2 separate regions of the Rattus norvegicus genome follow, and region 1 is linked to region 2. Evidence: chromatin contacts called from public Hi-C data. All regions are on one chromosome and are shown on one strand. Each heading gives the region's core, a stretch centred on a gene start, on an enhancer-like site or on the middle of the called end of the contact. The rest is flanking DNA. Distances are from core to core; before and after follow the strand shown. Region 1 has its middle 160 kb from the start of Trnap-agg28. Region 2 has its middle 260 kb from the start of Trnap-agg28.

Region 1 (4,675 bases), core at 2,082-4,581, 96 kb after region 2:
GGTGCCTGGGGTAAAACACCTAAGGTTGTCACACACACACACACACACACACACACAGACACACACACACACACACACACACACACACACACACACACGCCCTGAAGGCACCTCTGTTAAGATATAGTAGAAACTTACAGTGCAGGAACTGAGCTAAACCCCTGAGCAGAGTTACATAACTAGGCAAGCATGATGGGGTAGGGCTGTGGCTTCCCACTGTCCTGCCTCTGTAGACTTGAAGCGTGTCAGAAACAGTCTTCAAGTGAGGCAACAAGCCGGTTCGTGGGCTGTCACGTCCGACTCCACAATTTTGGCAGTGTGACCTCGGGCAAATTACTCTTCCCTCAGAATTCCCATCTGCAAAATGAAATACAGGGACATTGGTGCCATCAGTAGTGTTCGGGGAAAGCAAGAGGGGACTGACTGTCTAGGGACTACCCAGAGTGAAGACAGGCTACTGTGAGCGCTCTGTACTCCTTATTATGATACACCCACCCCACCAGTTAACTAAAAGCTAATTACGCCTGGCTCTCGTACCGTGTCGATTGCCTGCCCAAGGACATGTGGGTAGTGGAGAAACAGATTTGTTTCCCTTATCTTATAGTCATGGAGCCGTCTCTCTGGTCCATAATCTTCTTTCTTAAGTCCTGAGACAGTTTTTTTTTTTGACATTACTATATCAAAGTATATTCTCTTAAAAACCTGCCACAACCCATCCTTGATTGTTTCTTGACTTGTTATCTCTACGTTTTCAAGTATTTGGAGTCTAAGGCTTTGAAAAAAAATTATCAGGTATTCAAATCAATCTTTCTGCTCTTTATTGGTAGCACCTCCAGCCTGCTGATTAACTTTTCAATCAAAGCTGCCTACAGCACAGAGGCAGCTGCAGGCAAGAGCTAGAGAAGGAACTGAGCAACTCCCTTGGTGATTCCAGCTGCCCCTCAGTAAATGTTGGAAACGAGCCTCAGTTCTCTGGCTCAGACAAAGTACTGTGACTCAACCTAAATTCCCTTCACTCACCCGAGCTCCCAGAATTCCCTAGAACACACCTACAAGTACAGAGTTTGGAAGGAAAAACAGCCACGCAGAGTAGGACAATGGCATGTTTCCTACGCTTGCAATGTTTGAGTTGATGAATCAGTTCTCAATCTGTGGGTCACTTTGGGGGGGGGGTCCTGTGTCAGGTATCCTGCATATTAGATTATGTTATTAACAGAATTATTAACATTAAGGTTTATAACAGTAGCAAAATTACAGTTATAAAGTAACAACAAAGTAATTGTATGGTTGGGGGGGGAACATGACACAAGGAACTGTATTAAAGGGTTGCGTTGTAAGAAAGTTGAGAACCACTGCTTTAAGAGGATCCAAGTCACTTGAGCAGATAGAAATGTATGTAGTTATCCTTGTATCAGATACCAAGCAGAGAGCTTACCAAGAAAGGCTAAAAGAAAGGTAAAGAAACACAGTCACGGTGGCAACACTATTGCTAATAATAATAGCAGTAGCTAGTGATTGATGAAGATAGTGATGACGACAAGGACAATGATGACATTGGTGGTGGTGGTGGTGGTGGTGGGTGATGGTGGTGATGACGGTATGGTGATGGTTACTATAGCTAGTGATTTCCCAGGAGTACACTATGGACCCAGCCGTGCTGAAATACCTCTGTGACTTTCTTTTGCATGACCTTCCATGTATGAAGGGTTGCTATTTTCCATCTTTTGCAGTTGAAGAGCTATGACCTTGGAATGCTGTCACTGTGACAGGTGCAGTGCTGATCAAGGCCCTATTAGCTCCTGTGACTTAAGTGTCTGCCAGAAGCAGTATCGTGGGACAAGGACTTATCTTGGCTCACAGCCTGAGAGCATTCAGCTCGTCATAGAAGAAATGGTTGTTGGAGCACAGCACCACACAGCGTGACTTAGGGCAGGGAAAGGAAGACATTTCTGTACGTGTCTTATTCCCTCCGAAGCCCCAGGCTGTAGGTGGTTCCACTCACTTTCAAGGTATGTCTCCCTGACTGTATTGGTCTCCCTTAGAGACACACCTGCTGGCAAGGCCAGAGGTCGCTCCCCAACAGTCTTCTAGCTGACTCTACACCAAGACAAGCCAATGATGTAAGGATCCCAAACACTAGCTTGGACACTGAGCTTTCTCCAACTGTAGCTTTCGGGACCACCATTCCATCCTTGGTCCATACACACCGAAGCTCACTACAGACAGGGAAGTTCCCTTTCCAGGTACTTAGAAGGCTGATCCAAAGGAAGAGCTCCAAATGGTCAGAGCTGGTGTTTCAACAGTAAGTGTGTCTGTGATGTGTCAAAGCAATTCTAGGGCACAGACTGGTGAATGGTGGCACTGTGGACTGTTCTTACAGACTTATGCTACGTCAGGTAGAGTGTTCTGCGTGAATTCTTTTTTTTTTTAAGATTTACTTATTTATTATATATGAGACACTGCAGCTGTCTTCAGACACACCAGAAGAGGGCATCAGATCCCATTACAGATGGTTGTGAGCCACCGTGTGGTTGCTGGGAATCGAACTCAGGATCTCTGGAAGAGCAGTTAATGCTCTTAACCGCTGAGCCATCTCTCCAGCCCTCTGCGTGAATTCTTGCTCTGCCATGACAGGCTCACTGGTTTGCTGTGGAGCAGTGTTATAAATCTAAGGTTATGAATACCTGGGGATTCCAAGCCCACCTTGATTACTGTCCCCCCAGCACCCTCCCTGTGTGTGTGACTTGCCTTCCTTTTTCTTCTAAGATCTAAAATATAAAGATAACCTGATCCTTTTAGTAGACAGAAGCAAGAAACAGAAGTGACACCCTGGCAATTCATCTGAAGATTCAGGGCCAAGAATGGGCACTGCCCTTCCAGAAAGTCTGCCTTACTGACCGACAACCTGAGAAATACTTTGAGCCTATTCTGTTTGCCATCAACCCTGAAAAGCCACCCTTGAACTGTCAACGTCTAGAAGGTTCATCTGAGAGAATAGCTGCAGGTAAGTAGCTAACACAATGCTGTCAGTTCCCTGTCCCCATAGCCAGATGGCTGGCTTCCTGCAGCCAGGATGCCACCACCACCCTTTGGGATCTCTAATGCCTACTGACTCGGTCTATTAGTATCAGCAGTTGGGTGACCTCCCTTCCCAGAGTTAGGATGCTATATGATGACTCAGTGACAGCTTGTCTGGGAAAGGGGCTAGTGTGGGAAGGCTCCCCTGTGGTAAGGAGAAAATCCCTCCAAGAGGCTTGGTCTTAGGCAAATACTGATTCCGGCTCCCTTGCTGCTGTCACCTGCAGATGTTGCCAATCTCATCCGTCCGCCCCTCCCCCATTAGCACCCAGAGCATTTTGATCCAGAAAGGTAAAGGTGAGTGAGCTTCTACTGATGACAGCCAAGTTCTCCTAGACTCAAATTTCAGCCTTCACCCTCATTTCTATTCTTGTGATTTCATTTCCTTCTTGTCCCACAGAATTGAATACCAAATACCATTCCCAGGTCTTCTAAAGTCCAATCTCCTAAATGCTTTGTTTCCAACTTACATAAACGTTCAAATTTCCTTTTCCCCTGCTCAAATTTCTGCCAAAGCAGAGAACAGTGGTGAAATTTTTGAAGATAATTAACATATCAGATATCTGTAATAAAGTAATCATGCATTTCTTGGATCATGAGACTCTGGTTAGCTGTTATTAATCGCAAATATTTTCATGTCATTTGTAATACTCTTGTTGGCGGCTGTTTTTCATGCTTGGTGGATTCCAGTTTAAAGTCTCCAGCTCCAGGCACAAGGCCCCTCACACCCCACCTCCACACAAGAGGCCAGACTTGATAGTGTCTTGTTGAACACAGTGGACCTTCAGGGGAAACAACACTGAGGGAAGTAATTATCTATTCACGCTGGGCCGCCTACAAATAAAGTGAGAAAAATCACTTTCTCGGGACTCACATGAGAAACATAATTTAGTTAATATTAAATAAAGGGATTGGGCAACTGGCCTCTTTTTTTACAGTGTGCGCTTATGTGTCCTTGATCAGGGCCTGTTTTGTTTATGATTAATGAATGACTCACCTTGAGCTATGTTCCATTCAATGCGTGCCTCATTATGAATCTGAAGAGGTCGTTTGTGCCGTGGACTTAAAATAAAAACCTCTTTGTACATTCAGAAGGTTAAGAGTTTGACACTGGTGCAAAATTATGGCAGAAAGAACTCAGGACCCTGGGCCCTGGTTGATGGCAGGGTTCCTTCTGAACTTTCAGAGTTGGGAGAGAAACTCTAAGCCTGGGATTGGATATTAAAGAGACTCTTTGGACTGATGGATCTGTGTGTCTGAACTGGACCTGAGGTATTTCATGTCTTTGAGATGCATATGGGGAAAGGCCTTCTCCACTGCTGAAAGAGGGTCATACAAAGGGAACTTCAACCTGCACAAATAAAGTGTGTGTGCCCCAAGTCATGAGGCACAAGTATTTAGGCCAGACCAGGGCTTCATCTTCTCTCCACATTGTCTAACAGCTCTTCTTTTGATGACCCCATTTGTTCCTTAGACCCCTATGTCAGGCTGGACATGGACAGCAGGTATAAAATGCTTGCCCAACCCCAGGTTAGATAGCTAGCACCAAAAAACATAAGTGAATTACAAGTCTCTTATCATATCATCGTAGTGTATT
Region 2 (4,340 bases), core at 334-2,833:
AATAAATACTTCCTCTTCTTCTTCCCAAAATGAAGTTGAAATCATAATGAGCCATGAAGAGAGAGAGAGAGAACCTTCAGAGTCTGCAGCAGACACCTACAGCCACAGCCTCCTTGAAGAAACCCAATCTTGTCCTGATTCTAAAAATCATGGTCATGTTACATTTCCAGATGTCCATTCTACCGTCTGTAAGGTTTGGAGAAGACCTGCTTCTCCAGATCATAGTGACGAGACAAGGGCTTCTTTACTTCCGTGCCCACAATGGGCAGGTCAAAACTCACCCCCTTATATAAACAAAGTCTGTCTTCTAGAAGGTCCCTGAGGAGTCACAGTCTGGCAAGCAAACAAGTCTGGGAACTCTGGCTTTAATGAAATCAAAAATTAATGCTCCCATTAAATCAGCAAGTAGAAAATAGGCCAGACTCACTAGTGATGCAGTGGGCAGGGATAAATGTCCCTGGGTCATACCCAGCTGGGCCTGCCAGGAAAAGGTTCTGGAATGCCCCTATTCAGCAAGCATCACTGGTGGCTCTGAGCCTGTACCGAGAGCCAGCCAATAGTCATCCAGAGAAATCTGCCCCTGTTGGGCAGTTTAGCATCTTCTCTGGATCTCCTCTGAAGACCTAGCCTGGCCGTGTTGACCACTTACATGGTTGGATTTCTTCAAGAGCACAGATTAGACTCCTATAGATAGGAAGAAGCAGAGGGTCCATTTGGCGCTACTCATTGTGTTAGCTAAACTGTGGGGCCATGATTTCTTTGCCCTGAGCCTGAGGAGAGAGAACCTGCCGACACTCAGTCCCTGTCCAACTGCTATTGAGAAACACTGGCAATGAGATCAGAGTTCTCCGTGCAGAGGTGAACATCTCCAGAACAGTTTGCAGGACACCAATAGCAGAGATTCTCTGTCGTGGGGTGATTCTGTGTCATATGCAGTGGCATGCTGAGTGGATTCCATCATAAAGTTGGAAGGGAGAAGTGTAACGTGGGTGGATATGCCTGAGAGCTTGTGAGCAGGCATGGCTGTCTCTGCCCATTCTACCTCCAGGTTCTTACAGGATGTGAACAGCGAGTTTCGTGACAACCAGGAAAACGTTTGTCCTTGCTTTCACTAATCCAAAGGCTGCAATCTGTAAGCTGCAACAAACCCAGCTAGCATTCAACTAACCACACATGGAATTATACTAAAATGTTCTATGTCAACACAGAACATGTTAGAAATCTCACATTTCCATGTGGACTCTTGATATTTCACACTTGAATGCCTGTCATGAACAGACTTAACACCAGTGGGCTGTATTTTGAGGCAGCCTGATGACGAGGTTGAGTGGAGGTTGTCCTTTGACGTGAGCTCCGCCACCTCTGGCAAGCCCTTCAGTGCCTGGTCTGATCACGTAGACACTAGCATTTCTGAGCATCCTGCCTTAATTTCTTCAGAATTCCTTTGCTAGGCTTATCTCGTGGGTCCACATCAACAAGCCAGCCGGGTGGGCTGGACCAGCACGATGAAAAGCCACTGCACAGAGCAGAACACCAAAGTCTGCGGATGACAGAGGACATAGGTCATGCCCTGGATCAAACCTCTGCTGTCTCCTCCCCCAGTCACCTCAGTAATCAGATCCCTGGCCCCCGGTCTGTTCTGGGGGACTTACTCCCCAGCTTGGTTAGGATGTTTCTGGCTTTGTGCAGCCATAAAGGAATTGGATTTAGCAGTGTTTGGCTTCTCCGTTCTCTTACTGACAGCACTATTTAATGGACAAACAGTTTGTTTTATTTATCTGACAGGGTTTCTTCGCATTGTTTAAGGTTATCGGCCCTCTCCCCTGCAGATCATATTACAGCTTGTGCCGGCTCGACCCTCAGCAGGGTTCACTCTAAATCAGATCCTTATCATTGCCTCGGTGATAAATAGAGGCCTGGGAGCCCACAGCCAGGTTATTTATTTAGTGCCTCTGTGGGTCATGTTTTATACAGACCGGGCTTCTTGTCAGCCCTTCGAGGATCCAGCTTAGGTTGCACTCAGGAACTAAAACCCAAAGCCCCTTAAATAATGTTAACTTAACAGCTGACGTTTTTATGAAATAAGTCTGTGCAAATGTGCAGAGGAAAGGGGACAGCAGAGGCAGAGAGCTGGAGGTAGGTTTCAGTGTGGGAGCCTGGATGTGGTAGGAGGAGCAAGTTGAGAGCCGAGAGCAGGCAGGTGTGTGGGTGGGTGGGTGTTTGAGATGACGTCAGAGGAGAAAGGAGAAACAACGCTTTAGTTTTTTAGGTTTATTCCAAACCAGCAAAGAATATTCCAAGTGGAGTTTGCCTTGAAGAAGTTTAGAAAGAAAAAACACTATGGGTGGAGCACTATGCCCCTCAGGGAGCAGAGAGAGCAGGCTGAGGTCTTGCATGGCAGGGATTACACAGGGAGGGGGAAGGGGGTTATTGTTTCTGAAGAGTACACAGACAAGACCATCTGGCTGGGCTGGGGACATAGAAGCATTTGGCAGAGAGCCTCATCTGTATACTGTTATTCAGAGGCAAGGTGTTCGTGTCATTTATGAATGTCATCACACGCCATCATTTCAATGTCCGTTTTTGTGCACACGGCACTTGCGCTGCTTTGTCGAGCTGTGTTTGACATGTAACTTTGTACATTTGAAATTGTCTTACAGCATTTTGTCTTTTTGAATATGTGAAGAAGAAGAAGAAGAGGAGGAGGAGGAAGAGGAAGAGGAAGAGGAAGAAGAAGAAGAAGAAGAAGAAGAAGAAGAAGAAGAAGAAGAAGAAGAAGAGGAGGAGGAGGAGGAGGAGGAGGAGGAGGAGGAGGAGGAGGAGGCAGGAAGAGGAGGAGGAAGAGGAAGAGGAAGAAGAGGAAGAATAAGAAGAAGAGGCAGGAAGGAAGAGGAGGAGGAGGAGGAGGAAGAAAAAGAAGAAGAAGAAGAAGAAGAAGAAGAAGAAGAAGAAGAAGAAGAAGAAGAAGAAGAAGAAGAAGAAGAAGAAGAAGAAGAAGAAGAAGAAGAAGAAGAAGAAGAAGGGGCAGGAAGGAAGAGGAGGAGGAGGAGGAGGAGGAGGAGGAGGAGGAGGAGGACGACGACGACAACGACGACGACAAGAAGGCAGTAGTAGTACCAGTTGATTTCAACCTTCGAAGTTCTAAAAGGAATGAAGATCCCCCCCTTCAAAGGAATGTGCTTGGCACCTCTTCAGCTGGAATTAGAGAAGCAAGGTGAGAACCTGTTTGAAAGATATTCCCCCACCCCACCAAGTGCTTGCTATCTGAGAAAAAGCTCAGGAGACAGTTTAACCTGATTACCCTTGCAAAGCTATTTCCCCAGTTGCTGCTCAACACACCACCTTGTGCAAAGTGGTACGAGCCCACTTATGGAGAGGCAAATCCTGGCTGGTGAAAGGCCACATGCACACACCACTGCATCACAGACAGGCTTGGAGCATGGCTTTGTGATTGGACAGGGCTCTCTGTGCTACTGTGCTGGCATGGAACCTCTTTAGATGCTGGGTATTTTGGGGGAACTGGGAAGAGTCATTCAACTCATTGCATAAAAACACAGGGCAGGGAAAGATATGTATGAGGGTGGAGGTCCTGACCCGCACCCAGAAGATGCTATAGCTTGGCTTGTCCAACAGCAAGCATGAATGGAAGTCACCTGCTTTTGGAGGAAGATGGGTGGAAAACTGTGGCCACCAAGATAGGGGAAAGAAGTTATCACTGAAGTCCTATGAAGTCAACTAGAAAGCAAGGACACCCTTCATCCTTGTAAACCTCTAAAAGTGATGGTGCTTATGGTTTCCAAAATTATTAAGTCTTGTTAAGAAATGTTTCTACCATCTTTATTAACTTTGTCTAGTAACCCTTACATAGCAGGGATCTAGGGCCAGCCACTATTCTAAGCATTCTACAAGAACAGACCCCTAGGCATCACGCTTTGTTTCCAGGAGCTAAGCTTTCATGCTCCATCCCTGTCTTATGAATCAAGAAATTGTGCAGGTTAGGTAACTTACCTGAAGTCACATAGTGCCTGCATGAGAGTCAAATCCAGGCAGCCTGGCTCAAGTCCATGGTCCTTCTCAAAAGCTCTGGCAGCAGACAGATGCAATGTGTTTGGGATACATGGCTACCTTTTCAGGAGCCATGCTCAAAAGGGACCTGGGCTGTTCTTTGTTGAGTTTCTCAGGGTCTGTCTTTGCCACCAACACCTGTATGCTTACCTCATTGTGTCTGACGATCACTTTTCTATGATCTACTATGGACTTCCATCCATCCTTCTGGTTCTTGCCTTTGCTTAGACAGCATCCTTTCTCTGCACCTTAAATTCCTGACTGCTCATCTGGGC

What was found. Hi-C and Micro-C count contacts between places; a contact is called where the count stands out from the background.
Region 1: a contact with region 2 is called in a Hi-C map of liver, with 3 times the contacts expected there. The contact joins two enhancer-like sites. A contact is called at or near these places in 3 of 12 Hi-C or Micro-C datasets (kidney and liver).

What each region holds. Positions count from the first base shown.
Region 1 is chr19:33,934,705-33,939,379 of GRCr8, forward strand. No RefSeq gene overlaps it. Among named protein-coding and RNA genes, the nearest start is that of Trnap-agg28, 160 kb to the right of the region's middle. Within about 2 kb of position 3,332, at least 2 of the 93 cell types and tissues checked have an H3K27ac peak or open chromatin away from gene starts, as enhancers often do. A contact at or near this core is called in liver, where this site is marked.
Region 2 is chr19:33,840,303-33,844,642 of GRCr8, forward strand. No RefSeq gene overlaps it. Among named protein-coding and RNA genes, the nearest start is that of Trnap-agg28, 260 kb to the right of the region's middle. Within about 2 kb of position 1,584, at least 2 of the 93 cell types and tissues checked have an H3K27ac peak or open chromatin away from gene starts, as enhancers often do. A contact at or near this core is called in liver, where this site is marked.